Linked DNA regions of Mus musculus: region 1 is linked to region 2. A link is a contact called in public HiChIP or PLAC-seq data. All regions are on one chromosome and are shown on one strand. The core of a region is the stretch at or near the end of the contact, and the rest is flanking DNA. Distances in the headings are between cores, read along the strand shown.

Region 1 (4,644 bases), core at 1,807-4,306, 180 kb before region 2:
TAGGGGATCCACAGAGAGATCCAGTAGTGGGGGAGTGGCAAGTGCTTTAGGGGTAGGACAGTGGTAAGGACAGGTGGGACCACACATACCAGCTGCCCATGACCTCCAGAGTAGCCTGAAAGCCCACACATGTCCTGCCTTACACATATATGCAAATGCAGAAGCCCAATCATGCCGGTGCAGCTCCCAGCATCCCCAGCGGGCTGCCCACTGCAGTTCTCTGGCATGATGCTTGACTCTACTGTTTCAGCTATAGTGCCTGACTCTGCCTTCATGTGGTTGGTGGCTTCCTTCTGCTTTGGGTCTCTGGCCACATTTTGGGGCGCATGGAACTCTTTCCCTTGTTGCTATCTTCGGCACAAGGTGATTCTGTCTTGTCTTTGTCTTCTGATGGGGTCATGAGCTCTACTATATCCTCCTAGTTCATACAACCAAAATCTGAATGCAGCTGTTTGCAGAGCAGGTCTCTCAAGAGGCTCTAAAGTATTGTGAAGCTGTGGGGCCAGTGTGGCAGATATTGTCATAACGAGACTTTGTAGGGAGACAGCATACACATGTGCACACACACATACAGAGGCAAGATTACATGAGACAGGAGAGACCAGCAGGAAGAGCCCCTCACTGCTCTAGATTCTGCCCACAGGATCTCCTTTGTCTGCCTTTAGAACTGTGTCACGACATCTCAGGTGCCCAGGCCACTCACCGGCTGCACCTTATCATGGTGTCCCTGGCAATGAAGACTTGAGAACTGGCTGTTTCTGCCCTCACAGCCTGTTTCCTCTAGCAGTGGACTGTAGCATGTGAGGGAGGGAGAAAACAGGCTGCGACTGTCCAGCTTCTGCACATGGGATGATGGCCACCTGAGGCCATCCCAACTCCTTTCCAGACTAACCCTCGAAAGGGATCTTTACCATAAGAGCTGGTTCAGGTCTACCCTCTGCACCACTAGAAGGATGAAGGAATGACAAATGCTGACAAGTGCCTTGCAGGAAGGGCATCCTATCTACTAGGACCCAAGGGAAGGTTTGCACATGGGGTGGGCAGCTCAGAAGGATGCATTTTACTCAAGCTTGGCAAGCCCCAGTTCCCAAAGCTCTTCTTTCCTCTGATCACTCTGTGTAGCTCCAGCTCTGGATCCACTGTCAAGCTGATGATCAAAGGACTCCTACATTAGCTACTTCTGTGATTATCTCCCTGGGACCAGAGGATGCTGGATCACATGCCAGTTGGCCTGCATAGAGTTACCACAAACCACTTCCACCATCACACCCATGAGCCCATGTTTTGCTGCATATGCCTTTGCATCTGAGCTAGGATACGACAGACAGGGCCTGGACTGGCTTTGTGCAGTGCAGTGAGGCTCCCAGTGGATGCCCGACAGAAGTCTCACTCTCCTGTATGATGCTGAGGAGGAGGTAGGAGTTATCTCCCTCTTCATTTCAGACTGACCTTAGGCACATGGGATGACCATCTCTTTGGACACAGAGGCTAACCCTTTCTTCTTTATTGAATGCATAAATAAATCTTCCAGGAAGCTCAGGGTTGGAGGCATTGGCTACCTCCTTGCATCTAATCAGGACCAGATGCCTCCTGCCTCTACCTCTAATTGTCCCTAAATTAAAACTAATCACTTTCAAAAACAAAGTGTCATTAAGCCTTGGTGAGTTTGAGGCAGTAGAGCCCAGCTGTGCTCATGGGTGCTGGTCTGTGTGCTAGGAGATGTGTATGTGTGTGTGTGTGTGTGTGTGTGTGTGTGTGTGTGTGTGTGCGCGCGCGCGTTTTCTGAGTTAAAATGAAAAATAAGAACAGGCAGGGCCTTGAGACCCAGGCAGGCCAGTAAGCTAGGATCCCAAAGGAGAGTTCTGGACATCTATGTCCACCCTCACCCTGGATACATGTAGTTGGCATCACAGATTTTTTAATAAAAAGAAGGTAAGGGCACCAAAGAGGCAGATTCTCATGGTCTATGGGCAGTAAAGATGACAGTTTATGATGACAAATATCCAGAGCTCATCACAGTTCCTGGTCTAAAGTGCCAAAGAGAGCCTGTCGGTCAGACCTGTGAGTGGATTCATGCATGGATGAACAAATGAGCGGAGGCAAGAACCAGTACTGAAGCAGGTGATGAGCTTCCTAGGGGCCATGTGTTCCATGTTCAGGGTTCAGCCTGGTGCCTATCTCCAACCCTATGCTGTAAAGCTGGCGTGGAAGAGAGCTCTGTCCGCAGGGAGGATTGAGCCCAGACCTGCTCTCTCTGGGTTGAGCAGTTAGCTTGGTATGCGGTTTTCTGCCCTCTGTGACCTATGTCCCAGCAGGCAAAAGGAAATAGCCAATGGCAAGGGGTGACTCCACACGCAGACTGCTATGGGGAGAACTTTGCTTTGGAGAAAGATCTTTCAGCAAATTAAGTAAATAAATAAACAGCATCCACTGTTTGCAAGGAGTTAAAGGCACTGCTGCCTTGCTCCACAGGAACAGTGTCAACCACACAAACTGTCTAGGAAGCAATTCCAAAGTATGTATACTGACCCTTCCTCCTCCCGGGCTCAGGATGAAACAAAGGGCCTGAGCCTAGTGTGTGTTAGGCAGCTGCCTGCCACTGAGCAACATTCTAGCCTCAAAATGTGTTATCAAGGGACTGGGGATGCCACTCACAGACCAGCTTAGCACAAGCAAGGCACTGGGTTCGATCCTCAATAACATGTACACACACATACACACTCACTCACTCACTCACATACTCACGCACATGCAAACATGTACACCCCCAATCATACATATATAAATTATCATATACAACTTGGTCATATACTTATATACAGTCACATAATCATACATATGCACACATATGATCACACACAGACACACATACACAATTTATACACACACATCATGAACACACATGATCATGCACACATACTCACATGATCATACACTCATACACAAGCACGCACATAATCACACACACAGACAACATACACACAACCACACACACATGATCATGCACACACACACTTTAAAGGACTTGAAACTACTCACATCCTTTTTCTTAGCAAACCCTCCCTTGACAATCAGAAGCAGGACCATGATGAGATTTAACGCAGAAAGAGGCTTGCAGCCAAAAGGACAGGAATGTCAACTTAAAATGTCTGAAAGGAGGGTTGAGTTAGAAATGCAAATGTATGGAAATAGATACCTGGATCGTGTGTGTGTGTGTGCGTGTGCGTGTGCGTGTGCGTGTGTGTGTGTGTGTGTGTGTGTGTGTGTGTTTGTGAGTGATGTTTGCAAAGGGGCTGTTATTCAGAGAAAATGCTCAAGATGAGAAAGGCTGACCAGGAATGTGAGGTTTGTCAGCAGATGTAAATGGACCAGAGAGGGGATGTGTCGAGGCACCAGTGTGGCATCCTAGGAGGGGTTATGGGTGATGCCATTTCTTTTACTTTTTTATTCTTTGATGTATTTCCCAGTTGTTTACAATGAACACACGTGGCTTCTAAAATTGAAATACCCCTTTTAAATGAAGCAAAGTGGTAGAAGCTGTTCTAGAGGACTTACAAAAAGGAAGGGGAAAAGAACGTGTGTAACTTTGGTGCTGTGCAAACTCATAGTTACATAACAACTCTGACACTTCCAGCTGTGTGACCTTTGGCAAGTTGCTTAACTTCTCTGAGCCTCCACTTCTTACATCTCTGTAAAATGAGAGTCACAGTCTGTTTCACAAAGCTGTCTTAAATAAATTGGTGTCCTTAGGGATGGAGCTGGTTCACACACACATTTCCTCCTGCATTTACTCATCGACATTCATTGGTTTCTTAGCTCGGGAGGAAGGAAAAGCTGACCGACCCTGTTTCCTCCGTACTTAGAGCACTGTTTGGCCAATGGCAAGCATTCTGTCAACTTCTGTTAGGTTAAATGGGAGAAGTTAAGAGGTGACAGGTGCATAATGCAGGGTCCCAAGAGGCCCAGAGGCTGGGAGGAGTACCAGCTGTTGGGGCCCTAGCAGCCAGCCAGGAGGTCCTGCCAGTGGCCTGCTGTGTGACCTATGTCAGGGCCAATCCTCTCTCTGGAGGTAAGTCCTGATGCGCTTGCCACAAGGGTGAGCCAAGGAGGCTTGTTCCAAAGTAGAGCTCAGTGAGATAAAAGCAATGACAGCTGGGTCCCCTTCCTCCCAGCATGGTTTCTCTGTGTCTGGAGTAAAGATTGGTTCAAGCCCAGGAACAAAGTAACTCCAGCTTTGCTTACCCACCCAGTGATTAGCACAGGGCTGCTTCTGGAGGTTTGTGAGTCGTGCAAAGATGCCATTTCTAGAGTTGTGTTCCATACAGACTGGGGTGTGTGGAGAAAGAAAGACTGCCGAAGCTTCCAGCATCCCACAGCCCCCAGATGCCATCAGTAGCCTCTCTGCACCCCTAAATCTGGAGGTGGCCTCAAAGACTACCACTCCTGAGCCCCCCACCCCACGCTGGCAAGAACTGAGCCCCCTACCCCACGCTGGCAAGAACCCAGTGCTTCAGAGCGTCCTGGATTGGGGGATGGATGACAGGTTCTGCTCTCTGCTGCTCTGGCCTTTTCAGGAACCACCACCCATCTGCTGGGGAGCACCCATCTCTCCACTAAAAGGGCGTCAAGAAGAGGGCATATGTC
Region 2 (5,052 bases), core at 1,444-3,943:
CTGCTCTGGGCCAAGTTGGGTGGCTACCTTAGAATGGCTTTAAATCTCCAGGAGGGAGCTAGGGGAGAGGGGCTGCTTAGGCCTCCAGGCTGTAGGCAGTTTCTGTGCTTAGCTATTCCAGAGGCATATTCATGTGGGTCTCCTGCCAGGCCTATCCTGACACAGTGACGACCCTGTTAATATGAAGGCCACCTCGTGTCATTAATCTGTCCCAAGCACCCTTCAATGATTTACCCCCTCTGTTACACACACACACACACACACACACACACACACACACACACACACTGACCTATAAAGACAAGCAAGCACTGACCTCTTGCCCTTTCTGACCTCTGCCTTATTTTCTGACCTGGTTTCTTGCCAGGCCTCCATGGAGGATCTCCATGTCACCTCTCAGGGCTTTTGTCACAACTGTTGTGTCCTCCTGTAACATGACCATTTTGAGTACTGAATGAGCCTTTCACAGGGCTTCTCTAAGACCATTGGAAAACACAGATGTTTATGTTACGAGTCACAAGAGTAGCAAAGTTACAGATATGAAGTGGAAACAAAAGTATTTTATGGTTGGAGGTCACCACAGTGTGAGGAGCTATATTAAAGGGCTGGAGTTTTAGGAAGGTCGAGAACCACTGGTTTAAGCCCTCATCATCATGAACATCCGTCTACACTTTGTTGCTTTTTCTCATTGACTGACTATTGTTAGTGCCCACATATACTTGTGTGTGTGATCTAAAAAGAAACGTGCAAATGTGTGTACATATGTATGGAAGCAAGAGGAAAGTTGTGGGTATTGCATTCATCAGGGTTCTAAAGGAACAGGACTGGTTGAATGAAAAACAAAAAGGCACTTATACAGACTGGTTTACAGGCTATGGTCCATGTAGTCTGCCATGGAGGTCTCACCCCCAGAAAGCCTGAAAATCTGGTAGTGGTCAACGCTCTGAAGATGGATGTCTCAGCAGTTCCAGTCAGGCCTTGGAGTCCTGGAGGATCCCTAAAGAGCTGCCAGTCTCCAGTCTACATTGGGATCCAAAGTCTTTAGTTCAGATACAGATGAAAGGATCTCTCAGGATAAACGTTCTTGCAGTGAGAATGGGAGCAAGCAAGCAAAAAGCAAGGCTTCCCTCTTCCAAGTTCTTTCATGTAGGCTGCCCCCGAAAATGTTGAATGTAATGCATAAACAGTTACAATGGGTGAATTTCTTGTGTTGATCACATCTCAATCATGCCATTTAAGAAGTTCCTGAATGGAGGCTCCTCATGGAGTTTTCTTAGAGGTACTGGAAAAAGGTGGTAGTGTGCAGAGAGAATCTGTGGGCCTCTGCTTTCTTCCTTCTGACTGCCAGGATGGACAAAGTGGGTCCCTCTGCTTCCAGAGTGTGTGCAGCTTAACTGGCACCCCAGTTATGGATGGAGCCCTGTGAGCCCTAGTAGAGAGACCTCCCGGGGCCAGACCTGCACTAAGCATAGAGAGGGAGATATGGCGGGTGGCAGAAGATAGGCGGGTGCCCAGCAAGAAAGATCTGGAGTCAGCAAAGGCTTCGGGGAGACAGAAGGGCAGCCAAGGGAAGAAATGCAGGCTGTGGAGAGCCCCAGGACCGCCAGAGGGAATGAGAAGGGCATTTCACAAATACACCAGGGCAAGAGAGATACTTGAAAGCTGCCTGGCCCATTAATAAATGAGAAGGGAAATAAAATTAATGATGATGATAAAAACGGCTGAGCCGCTGAAGTGCTTTGTAAAATTGGTCTTTAACAAGGAAAAGAAGAAAAAAAAAATTCCGAGGGATGGGTAATTGGAAATGGACAGGAGCCTTGTCTGTAGAGCTGATGAAGGGGAGGGGTGGATTCTTAGAACAATTGGGTCATGTCTGTGGGCTTCAAACCGCCCTGGCCGGATATAGACCTTGGATCTGGAGAGAATTAGTTGATGAAGTTATTAAATCCTTGGCAGGTATTTTAACTATATGCATTTTGGGGGCGGGTTTGGAGGTAGCAAGGCCTTGAAGATTCCTAACACACACATACACACACACACACACACACACACACACACACACACACACAGAGACAGAGAGACAGAGACAGACAGAGACAGAGACAGAGACAGAGACAGAAAGAGCGCTGGACAGACAGACAGAGACAGAGAGGGAGACAGACACACAGAGAGAATCCACAGTTGAGCCTCAAAAACACGCAAAAGGAAAGTAGCCAATATGTTGCCCATGTTGAGGTCCTGTGTTGGCCCTTGCACCATGCTGGGTGCCTTACAGGTATGTTCTTCTAGCTTTTGGGGCACCCCTCACAGCACTGCACAAGGTTATGATAACCCATTTTACATACAAGAACTTGGAGGATCAGAGAGTTCATGTGTTGCCTTAGTTATTCAACTTGCCAATGGGGGTGGGGTGGGGGGAGCATGATTGGAACCCATGCATTTCTGATCCCAATAAAGGCTCTTTTGTATTATCCAGCTATACTGGCTAACTCTCAGTATCTGGTTCCAGGCTTTATGGAGAGAGAGTCTCCTACCTGCCAGCCACCTCCTTCTAGTCACACCTCTGCCCCAAAGCGTTGGTGTTTTTAATGGCACTGACTGACTCGAGGTTCAGAGGGAAGGTTTCAGAGTTTCCACACTGAGGAGAAAGAAGTGGGTAGAGGTTGACCAGCAATGACACTCTCAGGAGGGTGGGGACAGGAAAGAGTCACCAGCAGGAAGAGACACTGGTCTGTCCCCACCCCCACGTCACCCTTACCTAGAGCGAGCAGGTGTCCAAAGTTGACTTTACTCTGTTCCTCAGCCTTAGCTCTGACCCTCAGCTTGCCTTCTGGGCTGTCACTCAAGGGCTCACATCATTTCCTGTCCCTGCTGCTGGGTAGTTAATGCAGGTGTTCCTTTTACTGGGTCAGGGTGAAGTTGAATAAAGTGTGTAGAACTGAACAGTTCTGATCCCATCCCTCCCGGGGCCTCATCACTCTGGGGTCCTGTGCCGTGTGATGGGAACCCCACGTGGTCAGTCAAAACCTTGGTCCCTTCTCTGAGCACCCTACCTGCTCCCTTCTATGGCTCTGCTGTGTGAGGACCAGGCTTCCAGGCTTCCCCACTGGGCTTTTCAAGTCCTGGTCTGCAATATATTAGCAATGCCACACAAACATGGGCATGACGTGGGTTTATGTGGCCAGGCATCCCTCTTGTTCCCCTTCACTGCTGTGCGATGCCTATGTCCTGGCCAGCCCACCGTCTGGGGTAGAGGATAGGAGCTCCAGCTCCATCCTCTAAAGTAGTGGTCCTCAGTCTTCCTAATGCTGCAACTCTAATATAGCTCCTCACATCATGGTGACCCCCAACCACAAAAACCATACAATTATTTTTGTTGCTCCTTCATAGCTATAATTTTGCTTCTTGTTATGAGTCCTAATGTAAACAATATGTTTTCTGGTGGTCTTAAGCCACCCCTAGGATAGAGTTATTTGATCCTCTCCAAGGGACTGTGAGCTCTCTCAAGTGAGAGAGGCTGAGAGGATCTCTCAAGTGGTTGAGAACCACTGCTTTAGTGGGGGGGGGGGGGACGGGGCTGCTTAGCTACTGTGGCCCAGTGGATAATTGCACAGCTGAATTTAGATCAGTTCCAAGTCAGCTTGGTTGAATATACCCTAGATACCAAATACTCATTGATACAAACCACTGGGGACTTGTGGTTGTTTTGTATCAGCAGCCAACTGATAAATAGTCATGTGCATAGTGTGCCCTCATAGCTCCCACAGTCATGCACATAGTGTGCCCTCCCAGCTCCTCAGTAAAACCTCTTTTCACTTCAAGTTTATTAACCTGGAAACAAATGAGCATCCCCTTCCCTGTCAGGCAGGATGCATGCAGAAGTTTGAATTTCTGTCTTCGAGGAGCTTTGCCTCGGCGAAACAGGGAAGCAAACATGAGTGTAAACAAGGAAGTTGTTGAAGGTGTCCTGGAGGAAAAGTTCCCTGAGGCAGGCCTTGGAGGAGGTAGCAGCAGCCAAGACAGGAAGTACAGCCTGGATGGACCTGGGAGCGCAAAGTGAGGGTGATGTGTTCAGAGGCAAAGCCCAGGTCTAGCCTTGACATTTCGAAAGCTCCTACCAAATGTTGCTTGCTTGTTTGTTTAAAAGGCGTTGGCCAGGCACTTGATGAACTGGGACACTCCATTAAATGGAAAAGTGGCCTAAGATGTGATAAAACTCAAAGAAACTGAAGGGATAAAAGACTCCCCGTGTTACTGCCGAGGCAATAAACAGCTTAATCCAGGCCCGCCAAGGCGCAAAGGTAATTACACACCCACACCTGCTCCTGAAGCCAGGCCAGGTCCAGAGCGGCCCCAGCCGAGCTGGAGGGGATGCAAAGTGGAAGGAGCCTCAGTTTGGGTCTTTCTGACTGGCACAACCCTCACTCCACTGTCCCTGCCTTCTCCTGAGACACAGACCTCCTGGTTTCTCCTGCTCTCTGGCTGTTCCAATTGCTGCTCACTTTATGCAGGGCGGGGTGTGAGTGTAAGTGTGTGTGTGTGTGTGTGTGTGTGTGTGTGTGTGTGTGGTGGTTTGTGGAGGTGAGAGAGAAAGGTGGTATTGGGACCTCATGGCGGACAACAGGGCCATCTCTCAGGACTTACTCCGCACCCCCCCACCCCCTCTAGGACTGAGGAGCCTAGCCCCAGTGTGTGATTTCAGAGTTAATCTGTCTGCACTAATTAAATATTGATGGCTGTTAAATATTCATGGGGCGTTTTAGCTGGCAGGTTTGATGTCTCCAGGCTCTGCTGCTGCTGGCCGCAGCTCCAAGGATGCAATCTTTTTGGCTGGTCACTCTGTGTGCCCCACCTTCCCCCCATTGTTGCTGGCCACAGCTTGGACCTCCCTTGTTATATGTTCTGTTTTGGTCCCCAGACACCAGGGTCCATTTCCCTGCATGTCTTGGGTAGTCACTACTGAAGCCTTGGGAGATGGGCTTCAGCTTTGGTTGTAGGGTGGCTGGGGATGGACAGAGGGAGAATGTAGACTCGAGTGTGGCAGGCTCGGAG

The links. HiChIP or PLAC-seq counts read pairs in DNA pulled down with a chosen protein or histone mark.
Region 1: a contact with region 2 is called in a RAD21 HiChIP or PLAC-seq map of pro-B cells, with 4 times the contacts expected there. The contact joins two enhancer-like sites. A contact is called at or near these places in 2 of 15 datasets of contacts at CTCF or cohesin (large pre-B cells and pro-B cells), 3 of 484 Hi-C or Micro-C datasets (embryonic stem cells, liver and stem cell-derived neural stem cells), 3 of 115 datasets of contacts at active chromatin or transcription factors (embryonic stem cells, forebrain and stem cell-derived neural progenitor cells) and 3 of 9 other capture datasets (adipose tissue, embryonic stem cells and liver).

What each region holds. Positions count from the first base shown.
Region 1 is chr11:82,421,408-82,426,051 of GRCm38.p6, reverse strand. The region is part of intron 1 of Tmem132e (transmembrane protein 132E); the gene reads right to left. Among named protein-coding and RNA genes, the nearest start is that of Tmem132e, 35 kb to the right of the region's middle. Within about 2 kb of position 3,056, at least 17 of the 459 cell types and tissues checked have an H3K27ac peak or open chromatin away from gene starts, as enhancers often do. A contact at or near this core is called in pro-B cells, where this site is marked.
Region 2 is chr11:82,237,297-82,242,348 of GRCm38.p6, reverse strand. No RefSeq gene overlaps it. Among named protein-coding and RNA genes, the nearest start is that of Ccl1, 60 kb to the right of the region's middle. Within about 2 kb of position 2,693, at least 9 of the 459 cell types and tissues checked have an H3K27ac peak or open chromatin away from gene starts, as enhancers often do. A contact at or near this core is called in pro-B cells, where this site is marked.